Regions from separate parts of the Urocitellus parryii genome. Here region 1 is linked to region 2. Evidence: chromatin contacts called from public Hi-C data. All regions are on one chromosome and are shown on one strand. Each heading gives the region's core, a stretch centred on a gene start, on an enhancer-like site or on the middle of the called end of the contact. The rest is flanking DNA. Distances are from core to core; before and after follow the strand shown.

The links. A called contact is a pair of places that touch in the nucleus more often than the background predicts.
Region 1: a contact with region 2 is called in a Hi-C map of liver, with 5 times the contacts expected there. The contact joins the promoter of Dctn1 here to the promoter of Mob1a in region 2. A contact is called at or near these places in 2 of 2 Hi-C or Micro-C datasets (liver and muscle).

The regions. Positions count from the first base shown.
Region 1 is chr12:93,340,225-93,342,924 of mUroPar1.hap1, forward strand. Dctn1 (dynactin subunit 1) reads right to left here and starts at 1,308. Exons shown (of 28, transcript XM_026397408.2): 1 at 1,235-1,308.
Region 2 is chr12:93,152,660-93,155,359 of mUroPar1.hap1, forward strand. Mob1a (MOB kinase activator 1A) reads right to left here and starts at 1,342. Exons shown (of 6, transcript XM_026397400.2): 1 at 838-1,342. The coding sequence starts at 851.

The DNA.
Region 1 (2,700 bases), core at 58-2,557, 190 kb after region 2:
TGAAGTGACTCACCCAAGGCAGCAGTTTGTTCTTAAGGACAAGAAGCAGAAAATGATCTCTAACTGTGAATCCAGTAATTTACACCCTTGCTTCTCAGAGTGTGGTCCACAAAATAGTAGCATTATCATTACCTGGAAACTTTTTAGAAATGCATAACCCATGGAATCTGTATTTTAACAAGACCCCATTAAATGTCTGCATCATAAAAGTTAGAAAAGCACTGGCCTGTACTGCCCCTTCCAGTGAATTTCTAATTCAGATACTGCATTTCCCAAACTGTACCAAACATTAAACAGAGGTATAACCCAAGAAAAATAGTATTTCCCAGTAAACTCTGGGAAACTCTCCATACATACCCCCAGATGGAAATTCACAGTAAATATCACTAGCATACTGAAGGTTCTGAAATAGTTTGAAGTAGAGAAAACTTTAACCAGGAATTTTCTTAACACATTTGAGCAAAAATGGGTTTTATAAATAATAGTAGTAATGAAGTTATTATCTCTTTTAACATCCCGCAGCTCAGGCTCTGGCAATATACCAGGCAAAGAATGTCAACCTCTACCTAATAGCTCTTGGACTCTCAGTACTTTAAGTATACCAGAGTAGCAAACGGTCAGTAAAGGCTTGCTGCTGTCTTCACTGCAATAAATGAGGGTAAGTTTCTAAATCTCTGTGTCTTTAAAAACAGCAGTTCCTCGTCTGTGTGATTTACCTGTGGTTCTGCCTGAAATCGAGAGATGTGCAAGATGACTTTTCAAGAGTCATCACGCCAACAGCTAAGGCGGACCCCCGTAGAGGGGGTTCACACACACCAAACCCATATGTAGACCCTGATGCTTGAGTCCTCTAATTTTTCCCCCGTTTGAGACAAATTTCTCAACCATGTGCCCACAGGAAACCTGTGGCTTGGTATGGGTTCAGGGATGCCTCAGAAGCTCCCGAGAAAAGAGGAGGACCCTTGCAGTTCTGGAGGAAGTCTGAGGCACAGGCACTTTGACCCAGGTCGAACACCAGGCTGAAGAGCTCAGGGGGGTAGGTCGAGCCTGGGTTCAAACATCCAGACCACGGCGGGCACCCACCCCTGCCGCGGCCCAACCTTGCCTGCCCTCGTCACACACCCGGCTCTGTGCAGCGCCCTAGGCCAGCGCCGAACCCACAGCCCAATGCGAGAACCTCACGAACATGTGGAGGGCGGACAGCAGACAGCAGGCAGAAATACCGCCTTCGTACCTGTCCTGTCAGGGGCTCCGCGCCCTCTTCGGGCCCCACCGGCGACCGACGCCCAAGACCCGGCGAGCCCCGCCCCGCCGCCCCGCCCTCGTGGGCTGCCCGACGCACCGCCCGACCCTCCAGACTCACTTCAGAACCCCTCGTCCCAGAAACCCAGGGGCGTTCTGAATTTACAGAAAACACTACTCTTTTCCGCAGTACCCGCCTGGCTTAGAAGTGGTCGCCAAGCTCGGCGGAGAAAACATCGATCAGGCATACAGCTGGACAACTAGGGCATGATAAGCGCATGCGCAGTGAGCCTGGGAAGCTGATAAGGACCTTCGTTGAGAGGTGCGTCGTGGCCAGCGCCCTCCGTCGGCGAAGGGAAGACTGGGTAGAAGATTTGGAGAACCTTTTACAAGCTTTTGAGTGCTAAACTGCCAGTTAAAACAGTAGCAATAAAACATATTTTGTTGGCTAAGTTGGAGAAAAACATAAATTTTGTTGCTACTCAGTGTCAGCCATCATGTGTGGATGGAAACATTCTCATGCCTTTTTGATGGTAATGTAAAATAAGTCAAATTTTCATAATGGCATTTGGAGCTTTTATATTCTAAAAAATTAAACTTCTTGACTCAGTGTGCCCGCTTCTAATAATGTAACCTAAATAAATAACCAAATAAGTTTGCAAAAATGTTTGTATAAAGATGTTGGGAGAGCCAGGATTTTACAGACATGGGCTCGAATTCTAACTGCAATTTACTAGCTAGATGAGATCTTGGGCCAATTACCTAACTTCTCCGTGCCTCTGTTTCCTCAATTTGTAAAGGAGGATGTTAGTGATCCTCGTTTGAGGATGTGATGATAGTATCTATTTCAACTGATTGTTAGGAGAATGGAGTGAATCTGAGTTTGAAATATAACTATTACAAAGATATGTTTGTCTCAGTAATCTCAAGTTCAAAACAACCCAAAATATACATAACATTGATGGTGGGTGGGAGTGAGAGGTAATGTTAGAGGGATGTATTGTTCACCCCTCTACTACTCATCCTCCCCCCCCCATTTCACTTTCTACATTTTTAAAATTATTCTGAATGAATAATATTTCCATATGGTTCAAAAATCAAAATAAATGGGCCTGGTGGCCTATGCCTGTAATCCCAGTGACTTGGGAGGCTGAGGCAGGAGGATTCCAAATTCAAAATGAGCCTCAGCAATTTAGAGAGGCCTTAAGCAACTCAGAGAGACCTTGACTCAAAACATAAAAAGGGCTGGGAATGTGGGTCTGGATTCAGTCCCTGGTACCAAAAAATCATCATCGTCCTATCATCATCAAAATAAGATTTAATACACAATGGAACATTTTTCAGCATTAAAAGAGAATAAAATCATGGCATTTGCAGGTAAATGGATGGAGTTGGAGAATATAATGCTAAGTGGAGTTAGCCAATCCCAAAAAAACAAATGCTGGATATTTTATCTGA
Region 2 (2,700 bases), core at 92-2,591:
ATCTAAAATTTCTCACATTAAAGAAGGGGTAAACTCTGGTTATGAAACACTGTATTTCAATAAAATTTAAAATGCCAAACAAGTGGATCATGTTCATCACTAAAATGATTATTTAAGCATACAGCTGAGCAATACTGTATGAGAGAGAATCACCTAAGAATAAGATGCTATAGAGCAAGGCTTCTCAAATCTCAATGTGCATAAAAAATCAGAGAACTTAAAAATTGTCCATTTAAGCCTCGTTTGGGCCCAAGCTTTCTTTCTAAAATGAGATTCTACTGAGGCCAAGAGTATTTAAAAAGTCATAAAATCAGTAAGTGGGCAGAATCGAAAGTGGACAGGAGAGTCTGGCTGCAAGGCCCACATCTTACTTCCAGCTTTCTCCAACTATGATACTACACATTTTCCTGTGGCAGCATTTTTCCATGGGGGTAATTTAATACTGACAATAACAAAACCAGACATATGATAGAGTAAAAAGCTAAGTCAGCAAGAATCATCACTAGAGTTCGAGACTGCAGAGAAACTGGGAACCCCGGGCAAGGCCAGGCCTTCAGAACGCCTCCCAGCCCTCGGGGGTGCTCGGGCGGAAAAGTTTGAAGGCTCTGCCGGCCTCGGGGCCTTTCAGCGCCCCAACCTCAAGCTCAGCTTCCTTTGCCTCGACCTTCATCTCCGTCAGGCCCTCCCTACTGTCGGGCACCCCCGTGGACTCGAGGAGGGGCAGAGTGGACGCCAGTCACCCGACCCTGATCCTGGGCCGGGTCATCATCTCGGGACCCTGTTGGCCGTCCCCGACCTCCGCCCTCAGCCTGGCGCCCTCCGCCGGGCCCTACTTACAAGAGGAAGCTCATCTTCGGTCCTAGGAGAGCAGGGGAGGGGCCGCTGGCCCCCGCCCCGTCAGGATTCGGAACTGGCGCGGGAACCGAGAGGAAGAGAACGGTCCTCTGATCGCGGACAGCGGAAGGAGGGCAGCAGGGTCTCCGAGCTCGGGTTTTACAGGGGGCAGGCCTGAGTGAACCGCGGCGCCTGGCTCCCCCGCCTCCCCCACCTCACAGATCCGAAATGCGGAACCAGCAAAATCTCGCGAGCCAAGCCTTCGCCCCGCCCCTCAGAAAGGGACTTGACATCCCTTTCATCCCGCCCCTCTCTTATAGGTAAGCCAATCAGCGTTCTGGATGTCGGGACTTCCCTCTCCTGGAGGCGTGGCGAGGGAACGCGGTGGTCCGGAAGAGGGGCTGGCTTTGCACTTGCTGGAGCTTGGTGTTGCTGTGTTTCATTCTTATTACCCAGGTAGCCGAAGCGCTGTTATGAGCAATATACACCCCTGCAATTGTTTAAAAAATTTAAACTAATTTTTTAATAGAGATACATTTACATAGAATAAAATTCTCCCCTTCAAAATGTACATCTCATTGTGGTTTTTTTTTGGGGGGTGTATGTATTCAGATTTGTGCAACCATCATCACTTTATCTAGTTCTAAGAGCGTTTTCATTCCTTACCACTCCCTGTCGCTCCCAACTCCTGACAACCAATAGTCTACTTTTTAAAATTTTTTATTTTATTTATTTATTTATTTATTTTTAGTTGTAGTTGGACACACTACCCTTGTTTTATTTATTTACTTTTTATGTGGTGCTTAGTATCAAACCCAGCGCCTCGCGCATGCTAAGCGAGCGCTCTACCGCTGAGCTACAACCCCAGCCCCTCTACTTTCTATTTCTATGAATTTTCTTATTCTGGACATTTCATATAAATAGAATCATTCAGTAAGTAATCTTTTGTGACTGGCTTCAGCCTAATATTTTAAGATTCACGCCTCTAGCATATTTGAGGACTTCATTTCTTTTACAAAATGAATAAAATTCCATTGTGGAACACAGCAAATTTTGTTTATCCATTCATCTATTGATGGACAAATTTGGGTTGTTTTTTAATTTTTCAATCATTATGATTAATGCTATGAACATCCAGGTACAGGTTTTTAATGTGGGTGAAGGATTCAATAACACCAAGTGACCACTAACACACACCATAGTGGAATGAAGAACACAAGGAAAAGGGAAATTGTGGGAGGCTAGAGAAATACCTCAGCAAATGGTTGTGCAGGAGGTCTGGTGTAAATAAGATTGTCCCATGTACCTGCTACCATGATTTTCATGTTGATTTTATTTCATTGAAATATCACCTGTTATGTTGAATTAATTTTTTTATTGTGTTGAATTTTGTAGTTTATAACTTACAACGTGATTTGATATACCTGAATAGAAGCTGTATACCTAAGGATGCAGACTCATACTTTTTTTCATAACTTATATACCCTAAGTAATACAATTATCATAAAAACATCATGAGAAAAAAGGATTCAAGAATGTTTTTTCACCTTTTGATGGGATTGTTTTTTAAGCCAAAAAATTATTAAATCAATGAAAGATCAGCAATTTATTAGATAAAGCTTTTAATATTGTTAGATTTATAGAGGAAAAGAGATAATCTTCAGGATTAGGTGAAAATCCCAGGTCAATATTTGACTGATATCAGTATAGTCCCCTTAGGAATAAAAAAAATAAGATTTCCTGGTGAGAGAAGCAAGTGGAGAAAGAGAAATTGCTGATTGCTAATTGCTTCAGGGCAATTTGTTTTCCACTAGACAGGGGCTATCCAAAGACTGGAGAAGTTTGTTTTTTTTCTTAATTCCCTCC